2 separate regions of the Hordeum vulgare genome follow, and region 2 is linked to region 1. The links are chromatin contacts, called in public Hi-C maps. All regions are on one chromosome and are shown on one strand. Each heading gives the region's core, a stretch centred on a gene start, on an enhancer-like site or on the middle of the called end of the contact. The rest is flanking DNA. Distances are from core to core; before and after follow the strand shown. Region 1 holds the start of LOC123426592 (pollen-specific protein C13-like). Region 2 holds the start of LOC123430234 (nudix hydrolase 13, mitochondrial-like).

Region 1 (6,576 bases), core at 2,026-4,525:
TACTGCGAGATACTATGATTGTTAATTTGGTTCTGGTCTACGGAGGTGATTGATTCTATGCTGTTTCTTGGTGTTGTGGACTAGGTCATCTTTGAGGGCTGCTGAGTCCAGATTGGTTCTGGTTCAGCTCCTCCGTTAAGTTGATATGCCTTTTTTTTTCTGCCTTTCGTATTAGATATTGTTTCCAAGATTATTTTTATGCGGCTGTACACAAATATATTGGTTGTGATTCAGTTTACCATTTTCAAGCACGTAGTTTACATAAATTTGATATAATCTCACAAAGGTTCAGTTTACTATTCTCAAGTATTTTTAAAAACTTGATACAATCTCACAATTTTAGGTAGAGATAGCCGTATGCTTTGCTGTTGCACAACCTAATTACTTCAAATTTTGGATAAATCGCTCATTTGTTTGCTAAATTTGTGATTATTTAACTTGTAGGAAGTGCTGGTGATGTGCTAGAAGACAATCCTGTGGGAAAGTTAAAGGTTTTCATATACGACTTGCCAAGAAAATACAACAAGAAGATGGTCACCAAGGATCCCCGGTGCCTTAATCACATGTTTGCTGCGGAAATATTCATGCACCGTTTCTTGCTCTCAAGTGCTGTGCGTACACTCAAACCCAAAGAGGCTGATTGGTTCTACACACCAGTTTATACCACGTGTGATCTTACTCCTGCTGGTCTTCCCTTGCCATTCAAGTCACCACGGGTGATGAGGAGTGCAATTCAGTATATTTCGCATAAATGGCCCTTTTGGAACCGAACTGATGGCGCAGATCACTTCTTTGTTGTCCCACATGACTTTGGGGCTTGCTTTCATTATCAGGTGAGTTCACTAGCCCCTCAGACTCACATATTTACTAAGGGTTTCCTTATCCCTGATTTTATTATTTATTCTGGTACAACTTGTAACTAAAGGAGGTCAGTAGGTCATAATTAGGAATATATTCCTTTTGTTTTACGTTTTGCTCAAAAAATTTATGTGTAATAGTTATGCTGGTATTTGCAGGAAGAAAAAGCTATTGAACGTGGCATTCTCCCATTGCTGCGACGCGCTACATTGGTGCAGACATTTGGACAGGAGAATCATGTTTGCCTGAAGGAGGGGTCTATCATCATTCCACCCTTTGCTCCTCCTCAGAAAATGCAGGCTCACCTTATTCCCCCGGACACACCACGGTCAATCTTCGTTTACTTTAGGGGTCTGTTCTATGACACTGGAAATGACCCTGAGGGTGGTTACTATGCAAGGTATCAATGTTACTAAAATTTGTCAAATTTGAACTCTTCCTCATGGTTTGGTTCCATTTATTTACTCACTTCAGTGGTGTTGTTGTGCAGAGGTGCGCGAGCTTCCCTATGGGAGAACTTCAAGAACAATCCTCTGTTTGACATTTCCACCGATCACCCTGCCACTTACTACGAAGACATGCAGCGTGCAGTCTTCTGCCTATGCCCATTGGGCTGGGCACCATGGAGCCCTAGGTTGGTTGAGGCTGTTGTCTTTGGCTGCATTCCAGTCATCATAGCTGATGATATTGTGCTGCCATTTGCTGATGCTATCCCATGGGAAGAAATTGGTATTTTTGTGGAGGAGAAGGATGTCCCAAAGTTGGACACAATCCTGACATCAATGCCCATCGAGGATATTCTAAGAAAGCAAAGATTGCTCGCAAATCCATCAATGAAGCAGGCCATGTTGTTCCCACAGCCAGCCCAACCGCGAGATGCATTCCACCAGATCTTGAATGGCCTTGCTCGTAAGCTCCCACACCCAGAGGGTGTATACTTGCCACCCGGTGGGAAGCATCTGAACTGGACTGCTGGACCTGTTGGAGATCTGAAACCGTGGTAGGAAAGAGTTTCCATCATCTTTGCCACATAAACCACATAGAAATAGTTCATACTTCCTCGTATGTGATGTAATAGAAACACAGTGCCGCAGGTGTAAATTACACCAAGGCGTTATCTAACATGATGAGCAATTTCTAAAGTCGGTAATTTAGAAAGAAATGAAATGATGTTGTTCCATTCAGGTTCGATGGATGGTGACTTTTGTTGACAAGACTTGTTACAGCTTGCAGAAGAAGAATCGATGGCAAGATCTGGTACATCACAAGGCTGTAAGCAGCATTAGATACAGCTATGCATTGGTGCTGTACTCTGCTGATACAACCATGCTATTTGCATGCCAGATAACAGATTTATTGGTGTGGTGTGGTGCAGCAGCTTTGTCGGTGGTACCATGTTGGCGGTCTGCCTGCTCTGCTCAGTGATCGTCATCAGTAGTAAGGTTGAACATCTTGAGCAGGTCAGGGCAGACGGGCAGCGGCTTGTCCTTGAGGTAGCCGAGCGGGTTGGCCAGGCGGATGTTGTCGCTGATGCCAACGTTCCTGCTGAGGACTATCTCGGCGCGGTTCCTGAGCGCCTGGATCTCGTTGCAGTTTGGGAGGGGGCTCTGGACAAGAACCATCTCGCAGATATCCTCCGGATGGCTGTCCTTGAGCTCGATTTTGTAAGTGCCACTCTCGTCGGTGACGCCGTCGATGGAGCGTTCAAGTTTGTCAGTGCCGAAGCGCCTGCACTCCAGCCTCACCTTGGCACCTACTCAATAAATTAATCACCTCACATTGACGTCCTGTTCTTCACAGGTTCAGAGGTCTGTAGTAATAGACTAATAGTAGGGGTCAGAGATGCCATGGCGTACCCTTGATGTACTCGGTGACATTTGTCTCGAACCCTGCACGGCAGGTGTCGCAGTAGACCCGTCCCTGAACAATGTAGTCGGGGAGGTCGCGGTCATTGGCGACGGCGGTGTCGGCGAGGGCAAAGATGGCGACCACGGCGATCACGGAAAGGATGCGGAGCGAGGCCATGGCTGTTGCGCGTTTCCCCTCTACCTCCGGTGTATGTTTTGCCTCGGCGGAGGCTGAATGACCTGGGGGGGTGAATGCAGAGAGGAGGGCAAAGAAACTCACCGGTTTTTGCACACCACCACCTGCGCTTAATAACCAAGGTGGCAGGAGGGTTTCCATGGTTGCGCATGGATGTAGGAAGGATGGGAGCAGGCCAACCGTCCGTCGACCCGACGGAGGAGGAAATTTGACTCTTGTTTTCGTTCAGGTTTGTATGGTCCACAAAACTCTTAGACAAACAATTTCCCTCCTCTTCCTTTGAAGCGTCTCATTGTTACCCTTGTTTTTCGAACAAAGACACATGCACTTGGAGTGCAGAGCTCTGCTAAAAAAGATTTCCAGGGTGGCGTGGTTAGCTAAAATTAATTAAATTTCATCTAAGTGACAATCATGAAAATTATCCATGCGGATCTTAGCGTAAAAATTTCCGGAACCTTTTTGAAATCCCAAATTATACAAAATAGAAAAAACAAAAAGAAAAAAGGAAAAAGGAAAATAAAAGCGAAATTCCAAAAAACAGGCTACTCAGACATGGGCCGACCCAAAGAAGCGCACGTGTCTTCTTCCAGAGCACACTATAAGAGGTTCCTACTACATGGGCCGGCCCAAGCAAGGATTCTCAGTGCGAAACTTTTTTATTACTTATAGGTGGCATCGATGGATACTATTTTGTAATTTTTGGGACAATTTGTGTGACGTACCGTAGCAAGCACTAATGACATTATTATTTTGTATAGATTTCTGGTCTATTAGAGGCGCTCCTTTTTCGTATACGTTTTCACTTCGGATCCTACACATTTTTCCTCGTTCCATATCTTTTCTTCATCTACAACTTTCCCATCCGGCTTCTTGGTGTGCACTGCTGATACATCTCCAAAATATCGATAATTTATGAAATATTCATGTCATGTTTGACTATGATTACAATACTTTTGTATCATTTTGATGCAATTTACTTCCTGTGTAACACAATACTTGTTGTTGGAGAGAACTAGTGTAGTTCTCCACAGCAACAATTTAGGGACAGAGGGACTATATGATTTATTTAGAACTAACCCGGACTAACATTGTTTTCAACAGAATTACCATGATGTTGTTTTTTTACAGAAAATGAAAATTGTCGGAATCGCCCAAAACTTTTTTATATTTTTTGTGGGGGAAATAAGCAATATTGGAGCGAATAACCACCGGAGGGGAGCCACCTGTGGGCCACGAGCCAACAGGGCGTGGCCCCCCCAGATCGCGTCGTGATGGCTTATGGGACCCACGTGGCTCCGTTTGGCGTGATTCCTATGCTAAAAAAATCCTATATATACCAAAACCCTCATAAATGAAGGGAGAACTTCTGCTCCACCGCCGTAACTTTCTATATCGATAAAAAACCCATCTGGAGCCTTTCCAGTACCCTACTGAAGAGGGGAAATCATCTCTAGTGGCCATCTTCATCATCCTGGCGGAGGCCATGACGAGGAGGGAATAGTTCACCCTCGGGGCCGAGGGTATGTACGAGTAGCTATGTGTTTAATCTTTCTCTCTCGTGTTCTTGAGATGGCACAATCTTGATGTATCAAGAGCCTTATTAATGTAGTTGGATCATATGATGTTATTCCATTCATACCATGTTGTGATGAATTGAATATTTCCCTTTAAGATATTGTTATGTTGGATTGAATATTTTAGTTTGAGAACACTTGATGTATCATGTATGCCTTGCATGCGGATACCCGTAGTGTCATTGGGGTATTCAAGTGATTCACTTGATATATGTTATGGCATCAACTTGCGGATTCTCGTGACCTTGGGGATCTATGCATATGGGTTGGTTGCACGTTTTCATGCTATGTTCTCCGATAGAAATCTTGGGGTGTTCCTTGAAGTTCTTTGTGTTGGATTGAATATGATAGATCTAAAATTGTTTGATGCATGTCGCATAATTTACCCACGGATACTTGAGAGGTGACATTGGAGTATCTAGGTGACATTAGGGTTGATTGATATGTATCATGGGTGTTATTCTAGTATGAAATCTAGGGCTGTTTTTGACACTTGAATAGCTCAAAAGATTGATCAGAAAGAATAACTTTGAGGTGGTTCTACTACCTACACCATTTTCATCTTATTATTCTCCGCTAGATAGGAACTTTGGAATGATTCTTTGTTGCACGTTGAGGGATGATCATATGATTCTACCATGTTAGCATTGTTGAGTGATTGCACTAGTGAAAGTATGAACCCTAGGGCTTATTATCAAGCATTTATACAACATTTTTCTCGCTCTTTTACACTTGCTACCTTGATGTTTTTATATTTTCAGATCACAAAAACATATATCTACTATCCGTACTACACTTGTATCACCATCTCTTCGCCGAACTAGTGCACCTATACAATTTGCCATTGTATTGGGTATGTTGGGGACACAAGAGATTTTTTGTATTTAATTGCAGGGTTATTTGAGAGAGACCATCTTCATCCTACACGCCCCACGGATTGATAAACCTTAGGTCATCCACTTGAGGGAAAATTGCTACTGTCCTACAAAACTGTGCGCTTGGAGGCCCAACAGAGTCTACAAGAATAAAGTTGTGTAGTAGACGTCAAGCTCTTTTCTCGCACCGTTGTCAGGGACGTGAGTGCCTAAAGGTATATATTTATATCTTGTAATTAAATCATTTTGTTTCTTCTTTTTCACTAGTTTGGTTTTATAAAAGAAAACTACATAAATGGAATTTAGGTTGCCTCATTTGCTTCGTCTTTATAAAGTCTTTCATGAAAAGGATGGTTTGGAAAATTATGCTCAATTATTAGAGGAATAATTTATCAGAATGATTAATGTGAAATCCTAGAATGATGAACATGCTAGTAGTATTGTTAGTATTTATTCTTTGAATATCCATGATGCTAATTATGATTGCACTCGTCATGATAAAAATATTTCCTATAAGCATGTAATTTTTTGTGGAGTGAATACAATTTGTAAAGACATGCCATATAGGGATGATAGATTTTGTAAGAAGCATAAACAAAATCAAACTAATTGGTGGCTTAGAGTGATAGATGAATTTGCCACAAGATTATGCTCTCTTCATCCCATTACTTGTGAACTTTGTAATAGGGTTGGTCATTTTAATTTCCAATGCATGCATTTTCATGATCGAACCGTTTCTAAATATTATGATAATTTGATCTCCTGTGAACTATATAATGAACTTTGTTTATTTTTGGGGACTGAAGAATTGTCACATAAAAATGATTGGTTTGATATATTCCTTATCACTAATGATAATGAAATTAATCTACAAGAAATCTATATGTTTTGCATAGAGAATTGCTATGAGAATGCTTATATTGCCAACTATAGAAAGAATGAGATACCAATAGAACATAAAAGGAATACTAATGAAAGGGTAAAGGTCGCCCAATACCCTCCTATTGTTTCTCGTAATGAAACAAGTTGCAAGGAGGAGTTTCCCATCTCTTCAACAATAGGCTCAGATAAATTATTTAAACCCACACAAAAGGTGGTAAAGAAGAAGAAGAAAATAAGAAAAGGTAAAGGTAAAAATGTATCCTTCTCAAATGATGTTGCTCCAAATAATGTTGAGAATGAATATGAAAGTAGTATGGACGATGATACACATGATGATTTTTTAT
Region 2 (6,576 bases), core at 2,203-4,702, 420 kb after region 1:
GGCATATCACTCTCATTGAATCTATGAAGAGAATTTACCTCTATTACCTGTGTCAGGTTATCAAGACCATGTATTTCTTAAATAGGTGGTAGATTCTTAATATCTTCAGATTTAATACCTTTCTCTTGCATAGATTTCTTGGCTTCTTGCATATCTTCAGGACTGAGGAATAAAATACATCTTTTCTTCGGAGTTGGCTTCGGAGGTGGTTCGGGAATAGTCCAAGCATTATCATTGCTCAAGATATTATTCAATAGAATTTCAGCTTCTTCCACAGTTCGTTCCCTGAAAACACAACCAACACAACTATCTAGGTGGTCCCTAGAAGCATCGGTTAGTCCATTATAAAAGATATCAAGTATTTCATTTTTCTTAAGAGGGTGATCAGGCAAAGCATTAAGTAACTGGACAAGCCTCCCCCAAGCTTGTGGGAGACTCTCTTCTTCAATTTGCACAAAGTTATATATATCCTGCAAGGCAGCTTGTTTCTTATGGTCAGGAAAATATTTCTCAGAGAAGTAGTATATCATATCCTCGGGACTACGCACACAACCAGGAGCAAGAGAAGTAAACCAAGTTTTAGCATCACCCTTTAGTGAGAAAGGAAACAACTTAAGGATATAGTAATAGCGAATTTTTTCCTCATTAGTGAATAGGGTGGCTATATTATTCAGTTTAGTAAGATGTGCTACAACAGTTTCAGATTCATAACCATGAAAAGGATCAGATTCAGCGAAAGTGATTAACTCAGGATCGACACAGAATTCATAATCCTTATCAGTAACAAAGATGGGTGAAGTAGCAAACTTAGGATCATATTTCATTCTAGCATTCAGAGATTTTTCTTTCCACTTGCGTAATAAATTCTCAAGATCATAGCTATCCTTACAAGCAAGAAAGTCTTCAGCTACCTCTCCCTCCATAACATAACCCTTAGGTATATTAGGCAGTTCATATCTAGGAGAGCTAGGTCTAACAGGTGTCACAACAGGTTCAACTTCAATAATTTCATCAGTTTTAGAAGTATCATCACATTCAGCAGTAACTCTAGCAATTTGTGCATCAAGAAATTCACCCAGTGGCATATCATTATCAAGCACAGCATCATCATAAGCATCATGGATAGCAGATGTAGCATCATCAAGCACAGGTGACATATCAGAATTACTAGTAGGTGGTGGTGTCGCAAATTTACTCATAACAGAAGGTGAATCAAGTGCAGAGCTAGATGGCAGTTCCTTACCTGTCCTCGTAGTTGAGGGCAAGACTTTAGTTTTTGGATCTCTCAGATTCCTCATAGTGATCAACAGATATAAATCCCAAGTGACTCAGAGAATAGAGCTATGCTCCCCGGCAACGGCGCCAGGAAAAGGTCTTGATAACCCACAAGTATAGGGGATCGCAACAGTTTTCGTGGGTAGAGTATTCAACCCAAATTTATTGATTCGACAGAAGGGGGAGCCAAAGAATACTCTTGAGTATTAGCAGTTGAGTTGTCAATTCAACCACACCTGAAAGACTTAGTATATGCAGCAAAGTTTTAGTAGCAAAGTAATATGATAGTAACGGTAGCGGCGGTAACAGTAGCAGTACTAATTTGTATAGCAAGGGTGACATCAGTAGCGGTAAAGTAACTTAGCAAGGACCAGTATAGGAAAAGATCGTAGGCATTGGATCAGTGATGGATAATTGTGTCGGATGGCATTCATCATGTACCAGTTATAACATAGGGTGATATGTAACTAGCTCCAGTTCGTCAATGTAATGTAGGCATGTATTCCGTATTTAGTCATACGTGCTTATGGAAAAGAACTTGCATGATATCTTTTGTCCTACCCTCCCGTGGCAGCAGGGTCCTAATGGAAAGTAAGGGATATTAAGGTCTACTTTTAATAAAGAACCGGAACAAAGCATTAGCACACGGTGAATACATGGGATCCTCATACTATGGTCATCTCCGGGAGTGGTTAGGGTTATTGTCACTCCGGGGTTGCCAGGTCATAACAAATAGTAGGTGACTATAACTTGCAAGATAGGATCAAGAACACACATATAATGATGAACACATAATAGGTTCAGATCTGAAATCATGGCACTCGGGCCCTAGCGACAAGCATTAACCATAGCAAAGTAGTAGCAACATCAATCTTAGAACATAGTGGATACTAGGGATCAAACCCCATCAAAACTAACTCGATTACATGATAGATCCCATCCAACCCATCACCGTCCAGAAACCTACGATAAGATTACTCACGAACGATGGAGAGCATCATGAAATTGGCGATGGAGGATGGTTGATGATGACGACGGCGTCGATTTCCCCTCTCCGGAGCCCAGAACGGACTCCAGATCTGCCCTCCCGAGGAAGAACGGGCGGAGCCGTCCGTATCGTGAAACGCGATGAACTCTTCTCTCCTATTTTTTTCTGGGCGAGAGAGGTTATATGGAGTTGGAGATGAAGTCGGAGGAGCCACGTGGGCCCCACGAGCCTGCTAGGCGCGCCCTAGGGGGGGCGCCTGCATGGCTCGTGGCCCACGCGTAGCGTATCTTCAGTTGATTCTTTCTCTGATATTTTTATATATTTCATAAAAAATCATCGTAAGTTTCCAGGTCATTACGAAAACTTCTATTTCTGCATAAAAACAACACCATGGCAGTTCAGCTGAAAACAACGTCAGTCCGGGTTAGTTTCATTCAAATCATGCAAATTAGAGTTAAAAAAGGGCAAAAGAGTTTGAAAAAGTAGATACATTGGAGACGTATCAGATGGACGGATCGAAGAGGTCGCCGAGGCGACCGAAGTTCACCCAAGCCCCTGCTCCGGCGTTGCGGGACTTCGCGCCACGCTTGCGCGCCACCTCCCTGCGTCCGTCCGACATGCGAGGCCGAAGGGAGGAGCTGCTGGCTTCGTCTTCTACGTTGCGCTTGCGGCCGCCGAGCACACCGCATCCGCCCTATCCCCCGGCACCCGAACCTATCGCAACGGCTGAAACCCTTGTCGCCTCCATGCCGGAACCCGCGCACGCCATCTTCAACAAGATCAGGCGGAGAAATGGTCCGTAAAACTTGGCCGGAGGAGAAGAGATTCCACATCAGAAGGAGGAGCTCTCCGGCGGAGGCGATCGGGGAATTTGTGGGACGGCAACCCTAAAACACGCCGGCGCCAACATATATGGAGGTAACGGGGACGGTTTATGGGCTGTTCATAAAAAATTTACGGGCCGGACCTTTTTTAACGGTTCTGATCGGATCATTTTTTGACGGGTCTCATAAACCATCCCATAAAGATAGTTCGTGAGACTTTATACGGTATGCCCTTGAGCAGACATCAGAGGCGACGACAACGTCAGGAGCTGCTGCGTGGAAGACAAGGCCGTCCCAGTGGACTGGGACTAGCGTTTCCTTTGTTCTTCCCCCCACATTTATAAATGCTCCGTCCGTCGCTCGTTTGCTCCTCCCGGAACGAACCCAATCACGCAAGCAAAGCAAAGAAGCGACCGGAGCCGCACACCACCCGCACCGGCCCTCGTAATTGCGTCCTCGATCTCCAATCATAGGCCGGCTCGAGGTGCCGCGCTATTCAACGGACCTCTCCCTTTGTTTACTACTCCCGCCCAAATCATTCGCAGTTTTCTCCCCTCCTCTCTGTTTCGAAGAATCAGACCGAGCTTAGCTTCCTAGTTGTTGTGTGGTTGGGCGGTGCTGGTGCGTTAATGGGGGTTGACCTCCTCCTCTTCCTCTTCCTCCTCGCGCCTTTAAATTGCGCGGGAAGAACTGCCAGTTGTGAGAGCCGCACATAACCAGCCCCCCTCCTTTGTTCCGATTGAGTCTCGCCTGGGCTCTCTGTTCCGTGTTGTGTTTCTGTTTCTGCTCTTCCCTTCTTCCCTGACGCTGCAATGGCATCGGAGAAGCTCGTCGCCAGGAAAGGCAGGCTCAGGCAGCGCTACGACAACGAGTACCGCCTCGTCGCCGGGTGAGTATCCATTCATTGGATCATTGTATCTTTCATTCTCTGGGCTCTTCTTGCCCTGACGAGCCGTGTTCCTCTCTCGGGTGCAGGTGCGTCCCGTACCGCGTGGACAAACACGGGCAGCTCGAGGTTCTTATGGTCTCCACAGCCAACAGGGACGATCTTGTCTTCCCCAAGGTAACACCAACTCATAGTAACATCACACATATTTCCTCGGCGACATGCATCCACGTACTCATCGCTGGATGGATGGATTGACTTTTTCAGGGCGGCTGGGAGGACGATGAGGACGTCTATGAGGCGGCATGTCGCGAGGCGCTGGAGGAGGCCGGAGTCAGGGGCAACATCAATGTAACTACTCTATTCACCCATATCATTCCTTGGCATGCATCACCAACCTATAGTAGTACTAGTATCTTGATTACATGAACGGCTAACGGTTCAAGTTTACTGCACCTCTAGGTAATTGGCTGTTTATTTTTTTGTGAGTGAGGTAATTAGCTGATTTAACCTCTAGAGATCGATTGAGCTATATATGATGATATACTAAAATAAGCAGATAGCGGCGAACACGATGATGTGTTCGATAGGGAAAGCAACCAGCCGGGGAATTTTCTCTCTTGATAAAATCTGTCGTGGAGAATTTTTTGGATCTTACATAACAACCAGGAGACAAGACAAGGACATGGCCGTTGACTTTGTAAATTTTTACATATTCGTTGTGAGGTGGTGTAATTCTTTCACGATTCTCCTTCGAGTTGTCTAGTCTGCCGGGGAGCCTTGATTATTGTGAATCCGAATCATTGCCCTCTTTTATTCATCTTTCGCTGGCTTGTCGTCAGAAGCCTTGTCCCCTTGAACAATTTTCAAGCATCTATATATGGCTCCTCCACAGATGAAAGAAAAGAACACATTCAGAGATCTAGCAGATTGCTACGATGCATGTGATGTGTCTGCTGTTTGTCCAACACCGATCGAAACAATCAGCTCCTGTTGGTGACATGTTTGTGATAATTATGTAACATCATTGACATGAATTATAGCTGTTTCTGATACGCAATTACCACGTGTTTTCTCTCCAGAGAAACCCGCTGGGCTTGTGGATGTTCAGGAGCAAGAGCAGAGAGAGCCTGAGCCAGAGCAGCGACTGCCCGCGGGGCGCCTGCAAGGGCCACGTCTTCGCGCTGGAGGTCACCGAGGAGCTCAAGCAATGGCCGGAGCAAGAAACCCACGGAAGGCGGTGGCTCTCTCCAGCAGACGCGTACGGGCTCTGCCGGTACGACTGGATGCGCGAGGCGCTGACGGCATTGCTGGATCGTTGTTCGATTGCATCGCCGACGATCCCTGTAGCGGCGGCGGTGGCCGTGAGCACTGCGGCGCCGGAGCTGAACGAGCACGCTGGCATGTGCATAAGCATGATGCTGATGAAACCGGCAGGCCCCGGGGATCGAGCGGTGGCGCTGTGCTGATCCTTGCAGTGCATGCAAATGAACTGACGACAGGCTGCGGGCGAAGCTAATAAGCAGCCAGAAATATCATCTCATAAGACCTTCCAACATGTTCTCTTTTCGTTCTAATCAGTAATTAGTTATCGTCATAATTACCGAGTGTCACCCGTCATGTATGATCAATTCCTGGCCTCTGTTGATAGCCAACTTGTATGATCGATCTAGTGGCTAGCATTGAGTGATCCGTCTGTTCTGCAATGTTATCAAGTCTTAGGGCCACTTGATCAAGTCGTCTTGTAAATGTTTGCTTCCGTTCCTCAAATGGATTTCCTGAGCAACAAGAAAATTTGTGAATGCTTTTACCATTCGTCGTGGTTCAACATGCTTTGTCATGTTTTGTATAAAGAGAAATATCAAGCGAATATTGCTTTTGGCTCCCGAGCTCACTGGAGGCCTTTAAATTCAAACTTCAAATTCAGTAAAAACTCGTATTTTAATATTTCAAAAAATTCTGAAAAAATATATAGATAGATGAAGGTATAATACACAAGTGTGTAAATTTTCAAAACAAAATACGTTGAAATGAGGGCTTTGTAAAAAAAAACAAATCTGAAACATTTTAACACATATTACTATTCATCATTTCAGACCATGAATTTTTTTTTTTGTAGAGATCGCGTTTCAAAGTATTTTGACCTGAAATTTTACACGCACACGAATCATATCCTTGTTTAGTTGTATATTTTTTCAGATTTTCTGAAACTAAAATTTTGAATTTTGAATTTTTCAAATATTTCGGCCTCCATGGCTCCCGGGAGCCAAAACATCATTCTCAATATCAAGATAGTAGTACCAATACGTCCAACCTCTGCAACAATATAATGTCGAAGAGGTAGTTTAGACATAGAGCTAGGTTGCACATGACCAAATTATTAAAAAGAGCAACTTATTTTTATTTATTTTTAAACACAAGAGAAATTTGTGATCACAAACGAACTCTAGCCCTCTATGGTCATCAAAACTTAAGTAAAGAAGCAAGAAAAGAATGTGTCAGCCTGCCTCCTGGTCCAAACAAACTTGCGTTTGGTGGGCTGGGCCGTCCAAATTGACCCAATCAAGAAACCACTGAAAACAACGATGGCAATTTCGCATCCT

What was found. Hi-C and Micro-C count contacts between places; a contact is called where the count stands out from the background.
Region 2: a contact with region 1 is called in a Hi-C map of seedling, with 3 times the contacts expected there. The contact joins the promoter of LOC123430234 here to the promoter of LOC123426592 in region 1. A contact is called at or near these places in 2 of 6 Hi-C or Micro-C datasets (leaf and seedling).

What each region holds. Positions count from the first base shown.
Region 1 is chr2H:448,012,982-448,019,557 of MorexV3_pseudomolecules_assembly, forward strand. It overlaps LOC123426592 (pollen-specific protein C13-like), which reads right to left and starts at 3,276. Exons shown (of 2, transcript XM_045110450.1): 1 at 2,715-3,276; 2 at 2,009-2,611. The coding sequence starts at 3,042. The coding sequence ends at 2,277. LOC123426591 (probable glucuronosyltransferase Os04g0398600) reads left to right here. Exons shown (of 4, transcript XM_045110448.1): 2 at 445-833; 3 at 1,017-1,258; 4 at 1,349-2,038. The coding sequence ends at 1,862.
Region 2 is chr2H:448,429,385-448,435,960 of MorexV3_pseudomolecules_assembly, forward strand. LOC123430234 (nudix hydrolase 13, mitochondrial-like) reads left to right here and starts at 3,453. Exons shown (of 4, transcript XM_045114113.1): 1 at 3,453-3,976; 2 at 4,063-4,150; 3 at 4,241-4,324; 4 at 5,056-5,767. The coding sequence starts at 3,900. The coding sequence ends at 5,442.